3 separate regions of the Sus scrofa genome follow, and regions 1 and 2 are each linked to region 3. The links are chromatin contacts, called in public Hi-C and HiChIP or PLAC-seq maps. All regions are on one chromosome and are shown on one strand. Each heading gives the region's core, a stretch centred on a gene start, on an enhancer-like site or on the middle of the called end of the contact. The rest is flanking DNA. Distances are from core to core; before and after follow the strand shown. Region 1 holds the start of OS9 (protein OS-9). Region 2 holds the start of AGAP2 (arf-GAP with GTPase, ANK repeat and PH domain-containing protein 2). Region 3 holds the start of MBD6 (methyl-CpG-binding domain protein 6).

The links. Hi-C and Micro-C count contacts between places; a contact is called where the count stands out from the background. HiChIP or PLAC-seq counts read pairs in DNA pulled down with a chosen protein or histone mark.
Region 1: a Hi-C map of liver shows a contact between it and region 3, with 2.5 times the contacts expected there. The contact joins the promoter of OS9 here to the promoter of MBD6 in region 3. A contact is called at or near these places in 3 of 47 Hi-C or Micro-C datasets (heart right ventricle, liver and skeletal muscle) and 1 of 2 datasets of contacts at active chromatin or transcription factors (alveolar macrophages).
Region 2: a contact with region 3 is called in an H3K27ac HiChIP or PLAC-seq map of alveolar macrophages. The contact joins the promoter of AGAP2 here to the promoter of MBD6 in region 3. A contact is called at or near these places in 1 of 5 promoter capture datasets (liver), 5 of 47 Hi-C or Micro-C datasets (fibroblasts, heart right ventricle, liver and 1 more) and 2 of 2 datasets of contacts at active chromatin or transcription factors (alveolar macrophages and skeletal muscle).

The regions. Positions count from the first base shown.
Region 1 is chr5:22,954,844-22,959,421 of Sscrofa11.1, reverse strand. OS9 (protein OS-9) reads right to left here and starts at 1,519. Exons shown (of 16, transcript XM_021091889.1): 1 at 1,323-1,519; 2 at 729-905. The coding sequence starts at 1,484.
Region 2 is chr5:23,034,267-23,038,465 of Sscrofa11.1, reverse strand. It overlaps AGAP2 (arf-GAP with GTPase, ANK repeat and PH domain-containing protein 2), which reads left to right and starts at 2,523. Exons shown (of 19, transcript XM_021091895.1): 1 at 2,523-2,653. TSPAN31 (tetraspanin-31) reads right to left here. Exons shown (of 6, transcript XM_021091896.1): 2 at 1,287-1,454; 3 at 984-1,064; 4 at 533-664; 5 at 129-242; 6 at 1-27. The coding sequence starts at 1,061.
Region 3 is chr5:22,787,530-22,791,764 of Sscrofa11.1, reverse strand. It overlaps MBD6 (methyl-CpG-binding domain protein 6), which reads right to left and starts at 1,545. Exons shown (of 14, transcript XM_013997655.2): 1 at 1-1,545. It also overlaps a transcript of DDIT3 not described here.

The sequences.
Region 1 (4,578 bases), core at 270-2,769, 170 kb before region 3:
CAAACAGTAAAAAATAAATAATATAAAAATCCTTCTTTGTGTTCATAAAGATAGGAAATTGTGATATCCTTGAAGCACTCAGACCAAGGAAACATAGGCTATTACAAAATAAATCGAACTTCCTTGTACTGTTTTAGCCACTGGGGATACAGCTGTGCACAATATAAATTTTCTGCCCTCACAGACTTACATTCTAGTGCTAGGACTCAGACCAAAAATAAATAAACTGATGATTCAGGTAATAAGATGATTTCAGATGATGAAAAGTGCCAAGATGAAAATAAAATAGGATACTGGACAGAGAGTGAAAGAGGAGGGTTGACTTTACAAGGAAGGCTTGTCTGGGAAGTGCCCCTCTTGCCCTATACTGACCCTCTTTAAGCACCTCAATCTTGGCTAAATTCCCCCCCTCCCCACCCAGGGCCGCACCTACAGCATATGGAAGTTCCCAGGCTAGGGGTCCAATTGGAGCTGCAGCTGCCAGCCTATACCACGTTGGCTTAACTCTTCTTCTGAGATCGTCTATCTAATCCTCCTTCTATATTCAGCAAAGTGTCATCAGTGGTCACAGGAGTCTTTGCTTCTTTCCTGTCTGTACAATATGCCTACTCCTTCAATGGCCTTCTTAACTCTTACATATCCTCTGGATCACTCCTCATTCACAGGCACACGGGTTCCCAAATAGATAATTCCTAAGCCCTCATTCCCTCCATCCCAGTCCCCTTCACCTTCAGCAGGCAGGGAGCATCTTTCATTGGGCTCAACAACTCAGGGATCCCAGGCCCTTGATAAGCAGGTGCCTCCTCCTCCCTTTCACGCTGGAAGTGAATAGCTCCAGCTGGAAGGCGACATTCATAGCGCTGCTTGTACTTAGAGGAGACAATCACCACGTCCGAAGCTTGGTTCTGGGAAAGAGGTAAGGGTCGGGGGGGCGGGGAGGGAAAGAGAACCTGGGATCAGGAAGAACAACGAGATCCCTCTTCATATCCTGGGGAAGAGCCCAGTCAAGACAGAATGGGCCACAAGTCCTGCAGCTGTGTTTAGCGGGTGAGGGGAGAGGGCACTCCCACTTCTCCACGGGGGAGGAGTCTGAGTGTTTCGATCAGGAACTGGGACTTAAAGCTGACAGCGGGAAGCCCCACCCCTCCCAGTCCCTGGCCCCAAGGGAATGGGTCTCAGTCTGCGAACCTCAGGAGTTCTCATAAATCCCCTTCTTACTCTTACCGATTCTCCCGCCAGAGACTACACATCTGCCCTTCTTCCTCTACCATCTCCCCCTTCCCCTTCTGCTCCGGACCCTCTCCCCTTTTACGCCTCCTCACCTGCCCTCCCATGACAGGCAACGGCAGTATTTCGATCCCATAACGCATCTCACTCAGCTCTTCCAGGTTCAGGCTCCCGACACCGCCGGTCAGATTTGCGGGTAACAGGAGCCCCAGAAGCAGTAGCCCCAACAGACTGGACAGCAGCGTCTCCGCCGCCATCTTTCGTTCCCCTTCTAATCCAGAACAACTCCTTCCGCCCCAAACCTGGCAGCGGCCTCACCCCGCCCATTAACGCCCCAAGGTTTCATTGGCTAAATTTTCTGTCCTTCTCATGTGCCCTATTCCCATTTGACAAAGTAGCTCCAAAGCCCACTAGGAGGTGGATCACGACGATTAGCGAAATCATTCGCTGCGCGTGATTGGCCAGAGAGGCCAGCCAATCACCAACGAGATCGGACCCCCTCCCACCCTCTCCGCTCCAGAAAGGCGTGGTCTATGCGCTGGGCCAGGTTAAGCAGGTTTTTATCTCCGACTAGTTGTTTAGTACATCTCGACTTTTTAAGTCATTTGCTGTGTTGTGTGTAGGGCCGCCGCCTGGAGAAAAGAGGCATATGGGTGCGTGCAACTCAATACTCCTGAAAGCTACTAATACCTGTTGCAAAACAATTATTACATAATAGATTACTCTTTTCACATATACATACGACTTTAGGGCAATCTAGTAATTTGTTTCAAAGCCTTTCTCCACAATCCTGCAGTTGTCCTCTAATAAAATTATCCTAAAAAATAATGGGAAGGGGGTTCCCATTGTGGCTTAGAGGGTTAGGAGTCAGACTAGTATTCATGAGGGTGCGGTTTGATCCCTGGCCTCGCCAAATGGCCTAAGGATTCACCGTTGCAGTGAACTGTGGTATAGGTCGCAGGCGCGACTGGGTCCTGTGTTGCTGTGGCTGTGTCTAGGTTGGCAGCTGCTGCTCCAATTCGACCCCCAGCTTGGGGACTTCCATATGCTGCGGGTGCGGCCTTCTAAAAGAGCAAAAAGAGAAAAAGAAGAAAGAAAAAGAAATAATGGGGCTTCCAATTAAAAACGGGGGGCTGGAGCTGGGGATGGGGAGCAGTGGCAATGCATGTATTATTCTCTAGGCCATGTAGGAACAAAGAGAAAGGAGACAACAGCAGCAACATTTTAGAAGCTAGAAAGCAAATTAAGGAATGGTAACTGATTTAGCAAACCTGAGAAATTAATTCCTAAACAAACATAAACAAGAGCATGATTATACTTTGGAAAAACTTATATGGAGAATCTGTCCAGCCCAAAAGAGAAATCCCAAAGATACTCTCATCTAGGTTCTTGTAAACAGATGAAGGAATCCTTCAATTAAGCCCTTAGCCTACAGGCCCCAGCCCTCACACAATCTTTCCAATCAACCTTTTAATGTTCTCACTCTAATATAAGCAGACTGGAGTTTCCTCTGTGGCAAAGCGGGTTAAGGACCTGTGTTGTCTCTGCAGTGGGTTAAGAATCCGACAGTATCCATGAGGATGCAGGTTCAATTCCTGGCCTTGCTCAGTGGATTAAGATCTGGCATTGCTGCAAGCTGGATCCCATGTTGCTGTGGCTGTGGTGTAGGCGGCCAGCTGCAGCTCCAATTCAACCCCTAGGCTGGGAACTTCCATATGCCGCAGGTGTGGGCCTAAAAATAGAAATAAAAATAAAAATAAAATGAGCAGACAGCCTAGGATCATTAGATATTTAAGGACAGCCTTAATATACAAGGAAGAAACCAAAACAAGCAAGAAGAAAAAAAAAGCAATTTAAATGAAACAGAAATTGCAAAGAAAAAAAAAGTTTAAAAATAAACAAAAAATCCATTATTAATGGCCTCAGAGAGATAATATATTGTATGCATAAAATAACAACAGGAAGTTATTTAAAAAGTAATTACTATCTGGATAAGAAAAAAAAGAACTTCTGGAAATCAAAACCATGACAGCAGAAATTAAAACTCAACAGAAAGAGTAGAGGAAAGATTTCTTTTGTGGTACTGGATCTGTACCCACTACAAGTCACTGTAGTGGTTGGGTCACTGTTGTGACAAATGTTCAGTCCTTCCGCATACAGCAGGTGCAGCTAAAAAAAAAAAAAAAACCACCACCAACAAAAAAAAACCTGGAGGATAAAATTCAAAATCAAGTTTGCCTTACTTTTGAAGCAAATTAATAAAAAAGCAAAAAACCAGTCCAGAAAGTTGAACATCTAAATAATGAGAGTTCCACAAAAAGAACAGAGACTGACTCAGAGGGGAAGAAATAATCATAGAAATTATTTTAAAATATTACTTTGAAATGAAGAACTGAGTCTCTAAATTGAAAGGGCACACTGACAGCAAAATAAATCAGGTCCACAACAAGATCCATCATTACAGAACATCAGAACACTGGACAAAGACAATCAATTCTAAAAGCTTCTAGAAAGAAAGAACAAGTTGCATACAAGGATCGAGAATCAGAACAGCAAAAATTAAAAAAAAATTCAGAATAGCATTAGAGCTATCAATTCATCAGCACTCTAAGGTAAAAGACAATTAAGAAATGGCTTCAAGGAGCTCCGCTGTGGATCAATGGTTACAAACTTGGCTAGTATCCATGAGGACATGGGTTCAATCCCTGGCCTTGCTCTGTGGGCTAAGGATCCAGCATTGCTGTGAGCTGAGCTGTGGTGTAGGTGGCAGATGTGGCTCAGATCTGGTGTTGCTATGGCTGTGGCATAGGCCAGCAGGTACAGCTGCAATTCAACCCCTAATCTGGGAGTTGCCATACACCTCAGGTGTGGCTCTAAAATGACAAAAAAAAAAAAAAAAAAAAAGCTTCAAAATTTTAAGGAAATTATTTTCAACCTAGAATTCTATACACAGCCAAACTGTGACTCATTTATGAGTCCAGAATAAAGATGATTTCAGATATGCGAGGTCTCAAAATACATCTGTTCCATGCATTGTGTATCAGAAAGGTAGAAGAGGATGCATTACACCAAGACAAATGTTAGTCAAAAGAGAGAACAGTATGAAATCCAGGAAGCAGGGTATCCAGCACAAAAGAAAAACAAAAGGAATCCCCAGTGCAATTTAAAAAAAATTTTTTTGGCTGCACTCTGGCATGTGGAAGTTCCTGGGCCAGGGATAGAACCCACCACAACAGTGACCCAAGCCACCAAAGTGACAACACCTGATCCTTAACCTGATGTGCCAAAAAGGGAAACTCCTTCCCAGGGCAAAGTTGAAGGGAGATTCCAAGTTGCGGGGCAGAACTACAA
Region 2 (4,199 bases), core at 1,274-3,773, 250 kb before region 3:
TCTCATTGCTAGCCAAACACCAAGGATCTGTAGAAGCAGAGGGGAAGAGGTGAGCAACAATTTTGAATCTCTGGGACTAAGACTTAACAGATGTAGAGAAAGGACATTAGGCAACTGGAGAATGTTACCTCTGTAAAGCTAAAGAAGAGTCCAACACCTCCCAGGATTTTCAGGGCTTCATCTGAATGCCTAAGAAACTTCTCTCCACACATCTGACATGAGGGGCTCCGGCTCTTGCAGATCTGAGGATAAACATATGGGAGTTAGGAGAATGCAGAGTTGCTATGCTGCTCTAGTCTAATACCTAGTGGTGAATGGCCCTAGAAATTATATTCCCACTTCCTGATCAGCATCCTACAGCCTGGAATCCCATGTGGATGATTCCTTGGCCTCTGTATCCACCCCCACTCCTACCAGCACACAGCCCTCAATAAAACTGAGCTGCCAGTCACAAACTCAAATCTGCCAATATGGCACTGTCCTTAACCCAGTTTTCCTACCCTCTCCCCCCACTTTTTCTGCACCAACTCACTGCAGTGCAGAAAGCATAATCTTGTTGATCCAGGGTTGTGAGGTTGAACAAGCCACAGCAATCAAAACTTCTTTCCAGTTCATTCCGAGTCTTGTTGCTCATGACCCGCCAAGAAGCATTGATGATATCTGTCTGGAGAATATATCAGGCAGAAAGAAATTATTGCTATTGCTAACCTTAATTAAGAATCTCCTTACATCCTGATCTCAGTTCAAGTGCCTCAGTTTTCCCTGTTCGAGTAAAGGGAGTTTTCCTTCAGAAGTAAAGGTGCACATAGGGATAACTACCCACTTTCTCCTGGATCATCCTCATGGACAATTAGCCAGACATCCCAGAGGAAGGATATGGCTCAAGGGTCTGAAGGTAGTGGGCCTAGTAATAGTTTTTGTTGCCCGACTGAGTAAGGAGTTAGTGCGGGGGGGAATAAGTACCTGAAGGGGTGCCACCTTACCTGTTTGCTTAGGTTAATAGCCAGACATGAGCAAGAGATTCCAAACTGGAAGATGAAGACCAAGCCAAGGATGATCATGTACTGAGAGGACGAGTTAAGGGAAAAAAAGTCCCAACAGATTCCTTTATGTTCTATCTGAGCTTACCTATTCATAGAACTTACACAACCAAGTCAGTTGAAAACAATACAGTTAATCAGCTTTATAGAGTATGGTATGGAGGGGGCTCGACCCTTCTAACTTTTTCCTAGCTGATTCAGCCCTCCCAAGAGCTCCAGGGGCCCCATCACTTCAGGTCAGGATACAAAGAATAGCAGTACTTGATGGTGGTTGACAGCACCCACCAGTCCAGCCACCGCAATGAGAAGAAGGAAGACTCCCACGGCTATGACTCCTCCGATGATGTGGATGCTGGACACCAGACCCAGGCCTTTAGCCCAAGCAGCCACTCCAATGAGCAACAAGCCTACCAGCTATGGGAAACAGAGCAGGATGCATCTCAAATAGTTTCAGTATGCACCACAGCCAAAGGCTTTAGGGGAGAGGGGCAGGGGTTGGACCACAAAGGAAAATTGTGGGAATGAGAGAGAGGAGGTGCTACTATCAGGGCCAGGAGCCTCCCTGGCACTCTGCCCCCCTCCCATCGGAAGTCAGAATGGCTGGGTTGGGAGGTGGTAGAGATAGGAGAGTCTATTAATATAGAACGGAGCATTTAGCTCATCCATCACTTCTGTTTGGGAGAAACTGAAGGAGGGCTGGGCCTTTGTGCCCACAGCCTTCACTTCATTACCCCCACCCCCAGACAAACCCTCTGATCACCGGAAGTCTCCTCTCTTCCCACGGAAGTCCCCAGGAATTCCCTCTTCGCCGGAAGTTCCCAGGAATCTTCCCGGAACCCCCAGTACACCCCTCTCCCCACCGGAAGTCCCCTAGAGATTCTCCTCACTCGCCTTTCCGCCCGTAGCTTCCCCCACCACCAAAACCTCACCATGTAGACCACGTTGAGCGCACACAGCGCATTCTTGGAGCAGGCAAAGCCTCCGCAGACCATCTCCCCAGCTTTGGGGACCCAAGTGGTCCCAAGGACTTGGGGGGAGGGTCCGGGGACCGTCTTCTTGGACTCCGACAGCTTCTGTCTCTTTAAATCGAGTCTAGCCAAACCTAATCCTTTGCGCCTGCACCGTCCCACCCCTGCCTTTGCATTGGCTAAACTCGGGGCTAATCCAGAATTTCGATGGTTTGAATGCCAATCAATCTGCATTGCGTCACTGACCCGCCTGCCAGCTCCTCCTTTAGGTTCTTTATTGGATGAAATTTAACACTGGGGGCAGGGCTTCTAGAGATTCTCATAGGGAACAGAGCGTAAACTTCAAAACCCCGGATTGAAAACGGAGCTTTCTGTGGCGGCGGCTGGAAGAGAGCTAATCCGAGGGAGGAGGCACCTGGTGAAACTCCGGTGTAGCGAGGAAATGTGCCGCTTCGAGGTCCGGGTGAAAGGGCTCCTCCCCTCAAGCGAGAGCCCTCCCCGCCCCTTTCTCCTCGCCCCGCAGTGACCTCATGATGATGCCTTCGTTTGCTGCTATTGCGTCACACTCGGGAACACCCAGAGAAGCAAAATATTGACCTGTTTAGCCTGGTCACTGAGTCCGCGATTGGGCACAGCAACATGTTTGTAAGTGTGTCCACTAGTACACGTAATCTGTTATATCTCCCCTCCTAACGGTGTGAAAATGCTGGAAGTTGAATATGAAAAACACCAGCTTGGGGTTGGCGCCTTGCTGTAGGTTACAAAGCCACAGGTACAAACAAGAGTGTGCGGGCGTCTTCAGAGCACATGCCTGAAGCTTGGGCTTATAAAAAAGTGACAAAGGGAAAAGTTTGAAATATGAATAAGTATGAGGGTAAGAAGGAGTTTCCATATTTTCACTCTGGAGGCGGGCATAGTGGTTGATTAGTATCTGTTTATTACTGAATAAGTGCTTTGACACACTGCTCTCTTCCTGGGGATGAGAAGATATAGTTCTTCCTTCCCCCAAGAGAAGGAGGCAGAGTAGGACACAAGTGAAAAACCTCCCTTCAACCCCAGTGAATGATTTACATTTTAGGAGAAGTCTATGACTGCATAAGTGGCATCATCTAAATGCTAGAGTCACTTTACATGGGTCCCAGCTTTGCCACTTACTACCTGTGTAACCTTTAGCCAGTTAAACTCCCTGTGCCTGTTTCCTCATCTGTGAAATGGAGATAAATAACAATACATCCACCTGTTTGGTTGTGAAACTGAATGAGTTAGTATATACAGAATGCTTAGAGCAGAGCCTGGCACATAGTAAACACTTGTTGTTAGTTATTATTGTTCAAGCTATTTTACAGGTTCCAGTGGGTAATCTCAACTCTCTTATCTCCAATTATAAATTCACATATTAAACCTCCCTATCCTTCACAAATTAATATCAATAACACATGCAGAGGAGTTCCCGTCGTGGCTCAGTGGTTAACGAATCCGACTAGGAACCATGAGGTTGCGGGTTCGATCCCTGGCCTCGCTCAGTGGGTTAAGGATCTGGCATTGCCGTGAGCTGTGGTGTAGGTTGCAGACGTGGCTCCTGCATTGCTGTGGTTGTGGTGTAGGCCGGCAGCTGTAGCTTCGATTGGACCCCTAGCCTGGGAACTTCCATGTGCCGTGGGTGCAGCCCTAGAAAAGACAAAAAGACAAAAAAAAAAAAAAAAAAAAAAAAAAAGCATGTAGGAGAAGCGACATTTGGCAGGGCCAGAAAGGTTTGAGTCCTGAAACAAAGTGATTACATCAAACTATCCACTATTTCCAGGAGTTCCCATTGTGGCTCAGTGGGTTAAGAACCTGATATAGGATGAGAAGGATGCGGGTTCAGTCCCTGGCCTTGCTCAATGGGTAAGGATTCGGCGTTGACGCAAGCTGCGGCATGGGTCACAGATGTGGCTTGGATCTGGTGTGGCTGTGGTGTAGACCCCTAGACTGGGAACTGCCATATGCTGCAGGTGCAGCCCTAGAAAGAAAGAAAAAAAAAATCCACTCTTTCCACCCTCAGATCCTCCTGCCTCTTCATTCTGTCCTTCCATTCCTCATCCACTCTTCTCTCTTTCAGGTCCTAAATCAAGGCCAAAGACAAGGCTGTTAGGGATAAGGGAAACCAGTTGGCGGGCATCTTAGTTGGATGGTATAGTGAGAAGAGTATCAG
Region 3 (4,235 bases), core at 296-2,795:
GGCGGGGCCGGGCCCCCGCCCAGCGGACAACGACGAGCCAACAGGAGGGGTCGCAGTGCGCATGCGGGAGCGCGCCTACCCCTCCCCCACAACCCCCCATTAATCCCCAAGAGAACAAACACCCCACGCGGCCCCCCGCCCTCCGCGGAAGGATCCGAGCCTCTTCCCAGGCCACTGGTGGCCAATCCCAGCCCTCCTCGGGGAGGGGCCCCTTCCGAAGCCGCAATCTGTTAGGGGAACCAGGAATGCCAGGTCCGGGAGGAGCTGGCCCCAAAAGATGAAAGTCGCGACTTGCCCTGCCCCGCCCCAAAGGCTTCCCGGGTAGTGTGCTGAGACTTGACCCGCCTCCCCAGGTCAACATGTCACAACACGACCCCGGCCTGTCAAGTCACATGACCTCTGCCTGTCACTGACGACCTGGTCATGTCTTTGGACCAGGAGAGACCATCTGGTCCAATCCACCCCCGCCTCCACTTACAGAAGGAGAAATGGAGGTCTAGAGCAATGGTGCAGGCCTGGCCAAGGACTTGTCACCGTCACGCTACCACCTATACCTGCTATCTAGCGACAAGCGGTCTTATGACAGTTTCTACTTAGGACAAACTCTGGCTGCCCCCATGAGGGTATGAGGATATGTAACAGGACACCACATGGCCTATGTTTTCTACCTAATGGCACTGGAAAAATACTTTGAATTTTGCATGGTGCTTTTCATTTTTGTTCAAGCTGCCTCCAAGTTCGTAAGTCTTTCATTTTACTTTCACAATTCATTATCTTGTATTTGAGAACCAGAACGGCGAGGCACAGAGAGATTAGGTGGCTGCCCTAGGATTCATGGACAAGTGAAGGACCGCTGAAGCTAGAATCTGGGCTCCTGACAATCCACTCCATAGCAGTAGTGTGCTCACGTGCAAGCAGTGTTCCAGGCAACAAGGCTCTACTGTAGCCCACCTAGAAGTCAGGAGGCCTGGGCCCGGCTCCTCACAGCAGGGAGTCACAGGACTTGCAGGTGTGGTACACTGAAAAGGGCGGGCCCAGGCTTGGGTGAAGGGCACCAGAGCACCACGTGGGGGGGGGGGGGGACAGAATCCGGTCCACCCGGCAATGAACATGAATTCTGGCTTGCTGAGGGCTCATCAGAAACTTTGCAAAGATAAACGTCTAAGGGTGCTCTTCAGAGGGGAGGAACTGAAAATGACCACCAAGGGGATTCAAGTTCTTCAGCCTCTTTGGAAGAAATCAGGGGGCTAAAAGAAAAGACCCCTTTAAGAAAACTGGAGAGGATGCAAACAATCTTGATGGATGCAAATTTTCAAAGGAAGGATGTTTAAAAGACCTTCTGTCCATTAGCTGGGAGAGGGTGGTAAGCGAGGAAAATGGGAGTCCCTTATGGAGGAAATAGAACGGGGGCTAATGTCAGGTGGGTGGAACATGAGCTCTAGAGAGAGACAAGCTGCAGAGAGATTTCACACCGCAGCTTAGGGGTGACGGGTTGAAAACCGTTGGGGCCGTTGGGTGCCGGGAGCTGGCGCCCCGCCCTCTCGCCTCTTCCCCGCACCCCCACCCCCCGCACCTCCCACTACCCTCTCAGTCCCTTGCGCGCGTGCGCGCGCAGACACCGGTTGCCAAACATTGCATCATCCCCGCCCCCCTTTCCTCCCCTCCCCCCTCCAGCTCTCCCCTCCGCGCGCGCGCATGACTCACTCACCTCCTCCGCGAAGCCTCGTGACCCAAAGCCACTTCCGGGTCCAACACGAAGTCGACCCCCAAGCGGGAGGAGGTGATGGGGGCGGGGCCGAGGAGCTCCTGAGTGGCGGATGTAGGGGATGAGGCGGGGCCAACGCCAGCGTGCCGCTTTCTGATTGGTAGGCTTCTGGATCCGCCCCAGAGGGGAGGGCAAGGCCCTGTTAAAAGATCCCAGCTCTGCGCTGCGGAGGTCAGAGGCTTGAGTCTAAGGCTTAGAGAATATCATGTTGAAGATGAGCCGGTGGCAGCGACAGAGCCAAAATCAGAGCCGGAACCTGAGGAGAGAGGCGAGTACTGATTCCCTATTTTTTTACTCTCCCATCCTCGCGAACACCAGTTGTCCTCTCCAGGTTAGGGCATCCGCTCTTTGGGATGTGGCCCCACCCCCTCTGCAAAGCGGTGAGGTGACTGTCCGGTGGAGTGAGGGGAATCTTTTATTCGGAAATGGTGCTTACGGACTCTCTTCCTTGGCAAGACAGTATTATCCCACCTATGTCCGGAGCACAGACCGTGCTCTCTGTTGGTCGGTGAAGGGGCCCTCGGGAGATGTATTTTCTCCGGTTGCTGACCCCAAGCCTCCTCGTTAGGCCTGTCCGGTATGAGGCCGAGCAACAGGACACACCCCCGCGCCGAGAAGCCTGGTGACCGTAGCTAACCGGCTTTGCCACCATCGGCCCTGCCCCTTCCCCACCCCCAATCCTGTCTCAGCCGCAGCGTCTCGGGGCCAGCATAGCCACGTCAGTAGCTGGGGCTTCTGGACCCTCCACAGGACATTTTTTCCGCGCCCTTGCAGAGGACAGAATCTTAAAGAGGCTGACACAAGCCTTTGGGAAGAGGGGTGCCCATGAACCGGGAGCGGAGATGGGTTTTCCCTTTCCTCAGAGCTCCCTGGGTCTCCTGCACAAGAGAGCATCCCGGATCTTTTAAGTGAGGAAAGCCATTTGGGGTCTCCCCAATGAATTGTCCTTCCCCTGGGATTGGTCTATGCCTCCTTCCCCGTGTCCTGTCTCCAACTAATCTCTGTGTAACCATTGCATCAGGCTAGCTAGCCCCCTGCTCGGCTCTGCAGCCCTCTGGCCTGCGGCTCCACTGCTGATGAAAGCTATGTCCCACACACTGGAAGGCAAGGAGGGTTCCCCAGGGAGGACAGCCCTGCAGAGAAACACTCAGGACGGTATTGCGTCTACAGTCCCCAGGGATAGGCAGCTGCTGCTCTGCCTCTGGGCTTCATCCTCCTTATCCCTATGAGGGACAGGGGAGAATGCACCATTCATTCCTAACAAATATTTAACCAGCACCTCCTATGTGCCATGCAGTGTGAGGCTCAGCATACATCCATGGACAAAAGAAAAAAAAAAAAATTCTCTGCTCTCCCAGAGCTTCCATTGCAGTAGGAAAAGGCATACAGTAAGCAAATATGTAAGTGCCACGGGAAAAGCTAAGGCATGGAGGGGTAGAGAATGCTCAGAGAGGAGAATACAGTTTACCTGAGTGGTCAGGGATTCCCTTTCGGAGGTGACATTTAAATGAGAGACCTAAATAGAGGCAAAGCAGTAAGGCATGCAGTATGTGGAGAGCACTCCAGGTGAAGAACAGCAAGAGCACAGGTCTTAACGTGGAAGCGTGTGTAGTATCTTTAGGGAACAGGAGGCCAGTTGGCTGGACTGAAGTGAGCAAGAGGGAGAGTGGTCAATGAGAAAAACAAGGCGAGGGAGGAGCAGATTATGGAGGGCCTTCTAAGCCATTTTAAGGACTTCAGCCTTTATTATGTGTGAAACTGGAAGATTTTGAACAGAGGAGTGACATGGCTTGACATAAGGTGTTTTGGGTTTTTTTGGTCTTTTTGTCCTTTTAGGGCGACACCTGTGGCATATGGAGGTTCCTAGGCTAGGGGTCCAATTGGAGCTGTAGCTGCCAGCCTACACCACAGCCACAGCAAGGCAGGATCCAAGCCGAGTCTGCGGCCTACACCACAGCTCACGGCAATGCTGGATCCTTAACCCACTGAGCAAGGCCAGGGATGGAACCCACGTACTCATGGATACTGGTCAGGTTCATTAACCACTGAGCCACTATGGGAATTCCTTGACATAAGTTTTAAATGGCTCACCTTGCCTGCTGTTGTAAATAAACTCTGAGAGGGGTGGCTGGAACAAAAACTGGGAGACCTTTTAGTCAAGAGGCTTCTGCAGTCACCCAAGAGAGATGACAGTAACTTGATTAGAAACAATGGAATTGGTGAGAAGTGTTGATTCTGGGGTTTTGAAGCATCAGGTAAGTTTTGGAGTTCTCTTGTGGCACAGAGGGTTAAGGATCTGACATTGTCACTGAAGCGGCTTGGGTCAAGGGCACGGCCAAAAAAAAGGGGGGTGGTGTTTCCTGGTGGTTTGGATTGGATTGTGGGATATGAGAGGAGAGGAACCAAGGATGATAGCAAGATTTTTGGCTCAAGCAACTAGAGTTGCCATATGCTGAGGTGGGAGAGACCT